Regions from separate parts of the Mus musculus genome. Here region 1 is linked to region 2. The links are chromatin contacts, called in public HiChIP or PLAC-seq maps. All regions are on one chromosome and are shown on one strand. Each heading gives the region's core, a stretch centred on a gene start, on an enhancer-like site or on the middle of the called end of the contact. The rest is flanking DNA. Distances are from core to core; before and after follow the strand shown. Region 1 holds the start of Nsg1 (neuron specific gene family member 1). Region 2 overlaps Crmp1 (collapsin response mediator protein 1).

Region 1 (4,094 bases), core at 253-2,752, 870 kb before region 2:
GTCCACATCTTGACTGTGGACCTCTGGCCTCCAGTGCTTAGGATACATTTCCATTCTTTTAGAGTTGCTAGTTTGTGGGTCATGTGTTCCAGGAGTGACAGAGTGAATATGCTGTCTCTGCATTCTTCCTACTTGGACATACATCCTCTCCTTGAGCATGCTCCCTTCTCTGACTCTCTGTCACATCTCCGGGTAGGAGCTGAGGCTTTGTCCTTGAAAGGTGGCAGTGTGTCTTGCGCACTTTGTGTTTCTGATGCCCTTCATGGGGTTCAGATACAAGCAAAGAAAACCACACAGAAGTAATGTGCAATCCCCAGGCCAGCAAGTCGCGGCATAACCCTGGCTGTCTAGGGGATAGCCTGATCCTGGGCTGTCTTGGAGGGAGAGGGTGTGATCCTATTGCTCTTGTGAGGATTCTGACTGCAGAGTAGGCTAGTGCCGTGAAAAGGCTGGAGACTGAGATAGAGATAAAGCCTTTCTCTTACACAAACTAGACAGTCTGACTGGTAGGCCCCGTGATGCCTGCAGGCTAGTGCCTGGGTGGTTTCAAACTCCTTTCTCAGCTGCCAAGAGGACAACCTGATGTCAGACAGGTGTCTTCAAGCCCTTCCCTCAGCCTGGAGAAGCCCAGAAAGGCACCCGAGATGAGACTCTGGGCCCTAGTCAGGCTGACCTGACTTGACTCAATGGCATCCGGGACCTTGTCAAGGCCTGGGCAGAGAAACCCGGGCAAACCTCCCCCCACCCCTTTAAAGAAGGGGCCCTCCTGGAGAGTCTGGAATTTGGACCTATATAGGCTGCTGTTGAAGGTTTCTGTTATTCTCCAGGTTTCTCTGGGGAACAGAATGATGGCCGCAGATGATGAGGCGCTGCTCCTCCCGCGCCGGCCCTCAGCCCTACTCCTTTTGTAGCTTCGCTTTCACATCCAAGTAGTCTTCCCTATCCTGCATCCTGCAAACAAGGCCGACTAGAGGTCTGTAAAGTGCAGTGGCCTTCATTAGGGTGGCCGCCTGGGGCACCGGTCAGCCTAGAACCTCATTCTTCCTTTTGGGTCTCTATGCTATCCATGCGGACTGCAGCTGCGGTCGGGAGATTCCCACCTCCCCTTCCGCCTTGACCACTGACAGCTTTGGCTAGTCTGCCTCTTGAGCAGAACTTTGAGCTCTGAACACCTGGCCTCTTGTTCCCACACTCTAGGCATGCATCCCTAGTGGGACAGCACTACCTCACATCCTGCAATCTCCCTCTTTTTATAGGGACCCGCCCTCATTTTCCTTCCCTCTCCCACTTAGCCTCACACTAAGAGCCACCGAGGTGTATCACCTACACTGTCCTCCGAAAATCTTTGTCATCCTTCAGATCTGATTGACAGTGGGCCGGCACCTTGCCTTCATCCACCTTTGGGGCTCCCTGGCTTCCCATTATCTCCTCCTCCCTCCTTCCCTTCCTTCCCCCCAATCTCCCCGCGCTCGGCCGCCGCCCCAGGGTTGCGCAGCCCGCTCGGGTATTCCCTTAGTCGGGCATTGGGAGTCTCAGGTTCTCCTTCCTCCGGTCGGGGAGCGCGCGGGGTCCCCGGGGGACCCCCACTGCAGTCGCGTGCTCCTTTGTGCGACCGATCCGCGCGCGGGCGGCGCTGCGTCAAGGCGGAGGCGCATCCGCGCGGCCCCACGCGCACTCCCGCGCGCGGCCCCCGGGAACGGCAGGAAGGAGGCGGCGCGCGGAGGCGGGAGGCACAGAACCCAATCGCCGATCCCCCGGCCGCGGCGCCGCCTCCGCCATTGCTGTGCGCGGGAGCGGGCGACACTGAGCCTCGGAGCGCGCTTGGAGCCCAGATCTTCCGGAGCCAGGCGTGGGGTGAGTGCGGGTGGCGAACGGGGAGGGCAGAGGAGCATCTCTCAAGCAGAGGGCCGCGGGAGACCTGCAGGAGGCCAGTGCCACCCGACAGGGTACGCGTCCAGAAAGGCTGGGCACGGGTAGCGTCCCCTTACCCGGCCGTGATGCGCCCTGCGGGATGGGAGTCTAGAAATGTTAGTCAATACACAGCCTGAGACTCTGATCTGGCTAGATCGCCGCGTCCCTGCTACCTCTCTGGGGAGATAAGGCGGGGACAGCGACCGCGGAGACAGCGGGTGGGTGTGCGGAGTCCTTCTGGCTGTGCCCCGCCCGGTCGGGCCACGGCTCGCCCTGACCCCCGCGCGGCCCTCCCTCCGCAGGCCGCAGCCTCGTGTCTTTCGCAACCATGGTGAAGTTGGGGAATAATTTCGCAGAGAAGGGCACCAAGCAGCCACTGCTGGAGGATGGCTTCGACACCATTCCTTTGATGACGCCCCTCGATGTCAACCAGCTGCAGTTCCCACCCCCAGATAAGGTATGAGCCCCCCGCGACATTCCCGCGCTGCTGAGTGTGCACCCCTAAATCTTCGGCTGCAACTGAAACAAAAGAAACGCCTTGTGCGCGTGGAGAGGTGGAGGCGGGCTCAGCCAGGAGGAGGAAGGCAGGGAGAGCACAATGTACCCTCGTGATTATGGGTTTGGTGATGCTGGAGACCCCCCTCCCCCGCCTTAGATGACACCTTTGTCTCGGCAAGACTCCTCAGTGGAAGTCCCCCTCTTGATTTGGGGGAGTCTTGTGAGAGCGTTGCTTGTTGGTATGGGGGGTCAGGAGTGATCTTAGGGAGCTAGCTGGTCCTTATGCTTTCCTTGTGCGGGGGTTTCAGCTCCACTTGCCTCACTGGGTGTGTGCTGATTCCTCTTTGTTCCTTTTGTGACATCTCCAGATCTGAGCTCGAGCTTGGCAATGCTAGTGTAACCAGGACCATCTTTATCCTGATGGTATTTTTTTCCCCTGACTTAAAGACTCCTCTCTTAAACACTACATCCAGCGGGGCATCGTTTTCAAGCCATAACGTTTAAAAGCAAATTCTACCCTTAAAGTAGATGACAGCATTACCGCACGCTCATGTAAAGCTACACGCCCTTTATCGACAGTCCCAACACACAAAGGAGCTTGGACACTATTCCTGAATGCTTTACATTTATTGTCTTCATTTCTTTCCCGATAACGAGGCTCTGGCTCCAGGCTCTGTGTTCACTGGGCAGCAGTAGAATGGGGTATAGAAGGGACCTGCTGTGGGTCTTCAGTGGTGGCTCTCAGGGGCTTCTTTCACAAAACCCCAAATTTGGGTTCTTCCCAAGGTGATTTCATCCCCCTAATTTTATTGTCTGGTTTTTTTTCCCCCCCGAGGGTGGGGTGGGGAGATGGCAACATGGGAGCAGAGAAGGGGCTGCCAGCAGGTGTTTCCCTTTGGGAAAGGAAAATCAGCTGTTCATACACGGAGTGACATGAACTTGTGTACCCTGTGCCACAGCTGTTGGTCCAGACTGGCCGTCATAGGAGGAACGGGGCTGTTGAGTCTTTGACCTCCACCCTATGGTCCCTATCTCCCGAACCCTCCTGCCTTAATACATGCAGCCAAGGAGCACTAGAAGCCTGTGCCAGGATCTCTGTGTCCTGAAGCAGCACCTCTATCAGGCGATCCCTCTGCTCGGCCTCAGCATCCTCTTTTACCCTCAGTGTGATCCGTTCCAGAACTGCCTGGCATGGTCGGCTCCAGGGAGGAGAGCTTCAGACAGCCCTCACATGCTGCCAGCCAGTCCTGTTGCTCAGGAGTAGGCTAGGTGGCTCTGTAAGCTACTGAGTCTCTCCTCTTTTGAGGTAACTGATGGGGATGCTCCAGAGAAGGGTATCCCTGTGGGAACTGGTCCATGGGCTAGAAGGCTTCCAAAGTCACCAAAGAGGAGACAGATTCTCAGAGTTCACCAAATGCACCCAAGGTCATCGTGCTGAAGGTCACCGGCCTCCCAGAAGTTTCTAGCCTTGCTGCTGAGTCCATTCTGCTTATAACTGGACACCTCTCACACAATTGACACGATTTAGGGAGGTGAGGGATGTGACTTCTGAGAGCCAGGTTGCACCCACCTGAGAATATGCACCGGTGCTGAGGGCTGCCATTCACATCAGGAACACAGCCTTGCCTGACATCAGTTAGGTACACTTGCCATACCAGGCTCGGTCCTGTGCACTTCACAGGTTA
Region 2 (3,836 bases), core at 1,288-3,787:
CACATCACCTTGGCATGCTGAGGCTGACAATGCCCCTCACTCCAACCCACCTTCAAGGCCCTGTCCAGGTTCACTCTGGGAAGGGTCCCTGATCTGTAGACCTTCCTGACCTCGTCTGGGTACCTGCCAGTCCTGAGGCCCCTCTCCTATATCTCTGACTCTAGCATAGTTTGGCCTTGAGAGAGGAAAACACTTAGGGAGTTCCTACTGGTGCAGGCAGACGTGGTGCACTGGTGTGTACCAAGAACACACAAACTGATGATAGATATGTGTTTTACCCACAATTCAAAACTAAGGGTGCTGAGGTTCAGGCTGAATACCCTAAGGACACAGATACTAGGTTGGGAAGGCAGGACTCACACCCATACTGGCTTTCCCCTGAAGCCCACCCTCCTTTGCCCAGTGTCCCTTGCTCCAATGGCATTTGATAAATGTGTGCATGCACACTACACAAGTCTGTGCCTGCATGTGGACTGACTAACTGCCCTGCTGACCCTGACTTTACAGGGCCTGACTAGGAGGGCCACCAAGAGCCTGGCACAGAGTTCAGCTCTGGTTCTCCCAGCTGTCCCATTGTCAGCTATCTGTCTGTCTGTCTGTCTGTCTGTCTGTCTTCCTGGCCACTCAGGACTCAGCCTACACTTCATTCATTTTCCATCATGCGCCTTCATTCCATCTTCAGGTAACTATTACCGTGAAGATGCCTGCTAGCCTAACACACTGCACCTATGTGCCAGAGCAGTGCCCTGCCTTGGAAGTGGACGAGGGTGAACTTTATAGCAATGCAGGGGAATCAGCTATGCGGCTGGCAGCAGGATTGACATTTGGTAAATGTCCACGAAGCCCTGAGGGCAGCACTGTGAGCTTCAGAGGGGATAGAGGGCCCAGGCAGAGAGCGGGCCAAAAGCCCTAACACAGGCTTGTTATTACAGGGCTATCTTTGATCTAAAGATTATTATATCCACATCTAAGGATAGATCTACAGTATTCAGTTGTCTGATGGACTTAGAGAGCCAGTCTGCCAGCTCCTCCCAGCACAGAAGGCAGCCTTCTGCGCATACCAGACAAGATTCAAGAGCTGTGCTTGGAATCTTTTTGTGCAATAACATTGGCTACCTTTAATATCAGAATTGTACTCGGGTAGCTATTTCAAGAAAGGATAGTGAAAAGTGAGTTGTGTCCCAGGGTCCCCTGACCCAGGATCCACTGTATTCCCTGTGCAGAGTACTTCTCATCCTACAATTTAAGCTAAAACTACACCCTCTTTCTATCCTTCCACCCTCTCTGTTGCTAGCACATACTCTTTCTGGTATGACCCACTGACCTACTTTAGCCCACTGCCTGTTTTTATACAGCTCAAGAGCCCAGGTTCACATTTTAAGTGGCTCCTGTTTTTATTTTTATTTTTCCCCCCACAGGTTCCTGTTTTTAAAAGCCATTGAATCCAACAACCTGAACTCTAAACTGTGGAATTCAGCAAGTTCTTTGGCTCATCTGAAGCTGTCCAGATGTGCATCATTGATCATCAAATCCCTAGGACCCTACACTGGCTCTAACTGGAATTTCAATGACAGTACAGTGCTCCCAGTGTTGTGTCTGCCCTCGTGTGGCCATCTGGTGGAGTTGCAGGTACACGTCTTCAAGCTGGGACCTTATTCCTAAGCATTGTTGAGCCCTGAATCCTAAGACTGAATTTTGTGAAACTTCAAACAATACCAGGAACACACCACCACCATGTGGGGGTGACATAAAGTCCATATTGTGCTTCCTAAGCCAGGAGGGCGGGTGTGGTTGAGGGCCAGGCACAGAGCATGTACCCAGGAAATGACAGGGCTCCTGCCTCATACCTACCTCTGGGCTCCACGATTAGCTTCCTGGTATAAGAGTGGCAGTGTCCTCTCTCCCACCCCCATAATGCTTAAGCCCAGGGCTGACTTGTGCCAAGGTCAAGAATTAACATGCTGTGCTGCACCCTAGAAACACCCGCCTAGACTGTGTCTTGGGGGCATAGCAGAGGAGTGTGCCCATGCCTTCTGGCCTTCTCCACCTATGCCCACAGCCATGTGCCCCTTTCCACAGGAGCCTGGCTTCCATGAGACTACCTGATAAGCTGAAGTTGGACTGGTGGAGGTTCCGGATGGGTGGGGGTTGGTGTTTAGAAGGCGAGGATTTGGCAGAAGGAGCAGGAGCAGCATGTTTGGGTGTAGCTGGCACCTCGTACACAGGCCCATCGTACATGCCCCTGGAAACACTATGCAACCCGAAAACCTTAACAGAAGGAGAGAAGAGTCAGATGATCACTGTGTCTGTGCTTCTGTCCAGCCAACAACGCTCACTAAGCCACACTTGTGCCCACAGAGACATGTGCCCACACAGCACAGTGCAATATGGATGCACACACACACACACACCAGTCTCATCTTTACAGAGTACACAGGGAGATGAGGAACTGGGGGCAGGAGACTGGTTAAAGGAGGGAGGCTAAGACAGGGCACCAGAATCAAGGACTTCCCAATGGTGGCCACAAGAGGGCAGGCTGCCACCATCCAGAAGCAAGGAGGCTGTCTGCCATGACACTGAAAGAAGTCCAACAGCCCAGGACTGAGAGAGGGACCCATGGAGCCAGCTGGAGATCTCTACAGCCCAGACAGTCTCGAAAATGTCCTACGGAGATGACACTGGCTCCAGGCCTCAGAGAACAGCGTGTATCCAGGGAACTGTCCAAAGCCTTAAACGGACCAGTGATGTCAAGTGTTCTGACCCCAGTTCCAGATTCCTCCTCCTCCAAAACTGGCAGGCTGAGCTTTGTCCCAAGTCCCTGCTCCCTGACTACCAAGGCCTCCAGTGACTTGTGCCCCTGTCACCCTGCATGTCATGCCTCCCTTCAGTCACTACCCTTCCCTCGGCTCAGGGCAGCCAAAGGCAGGTTCTGTGCCCCACTCCCAGCCTGGCTCCTGTCCACTGCCCAGGCACTAGGGCAGGGAACCCCAGGTACAGTAACCGGACTCTCGAATGCAAACTGATGACTTAGCATGGGCCAGGTACTTTCTCCGTGACAGTTAACTGTTCACCACAGGACTCAGCCGCAGACCAGGTCTACAGCCCAGCCAAGGCTGTGAGGAGTGGGCATCCCAGCCATTTTGGTACCTGAGACCTCTGGCCCACAGAGCCTGTGATGTGTGTCTATCTGGTACTGCCCCTTGTAGCAGAGGCAGAGGGAGAACTGACCGGGGCAACTCTGTGGGGTCTGAGGCTTGGAGAAGGTGTCTGAGTTCGCTGTCTAATCAAGAAGTAGTGCTACCATTGATAAAGTACAAGAATGAAAACACACACAGGAGAATGCAGCCACTCAAGTACAAATTTACATATGCATGTGTGCACACCCAATATGCAAGACACACACACACATATATACATATGTATAATATGTATATATGTATAATATGTATATATGTGTGTGTATATACATATATATACATACGTATAAATACATATATATGCATATGTACAGTACATACAATGAATATGCACATGCATGCACAGTGTACTCAGTAGGCACACAACCACACATATGCATATACTGTACAATATACACAATGGATAAATGAACATATACATACATGTGTACACAGTGCAAAGTGGGCACACACATATGCATACATTTATAGTATACATAATAAACACATGTATACATAATATACAATGGATAAATGAATACACACAAATATGTATGCGCAGCACACATAGGTGCACACATATGCATACATGTATAATACAAGCAACAGACAAATGTTTACACATGCATGCATGCACATTACACACAATGAGTATGTACA

The links. HiChIP or PLAC-seq counts read pairs in DNA pulled down with a chosen protein or histone mark.
Region 1: a contact with region 2 is called in an H3K4me3 HiChIP or PLAC-seq map of embryonic limb bud, with 5 times the contacts expected there. The contact joins the promoter of Nsg1 here to the enhancer-like site in region 2. A contact is called at or near these places in 9 of 39 promoter capture datasets (the 3T3-L1 cell line, cranial neural crest, frontonasal cranial neural crest and 5 more), 1 of 484 Hi-C or Micro-C datasets (cortical neurons), 7 of 115 datasets of contacts at active chromatin or transcription factors (astrocytes, embryonic forebrain, embryonic hindbrain and 4 more) and 1 of 9 other capture datasets (embryonic stem cells).

Annotation. Positions count from the first base shown.
Region 1 is chr5:38,157,151-38,161,244 of GRCm38.p6, reverse strand. It overlaps Nsg1 (neuron specific gene family member 1), which reads left to right and starts at 1,502. Exons shown (of 5, transcript NM_010942.4): 1 at 1,502-1,854; 2 at 2,214-2,368. The coding sequence starts at 2,240.
Region 2 is chr5:37,287,237-37,291,072 of GRCm38.p6, reverse strand. It overlaps Crmp1 (collapsin response mediator protein 1), which reads right to left. Exons shown (of 14, transcript NM_001136058.2): 13 at 2,103-2,268. It also overlaps a transcript of Evc not described here. Among named protein-coding and RNA genes, the nearest start is that of Crmp1, 47 kb to the right of the region's middle. Within about 2 kb of position 2,537, at least 8 of the 459 cell types and tissues checked have an H3K27ac peak or open chromatin away from gene starts, as enhancers often do.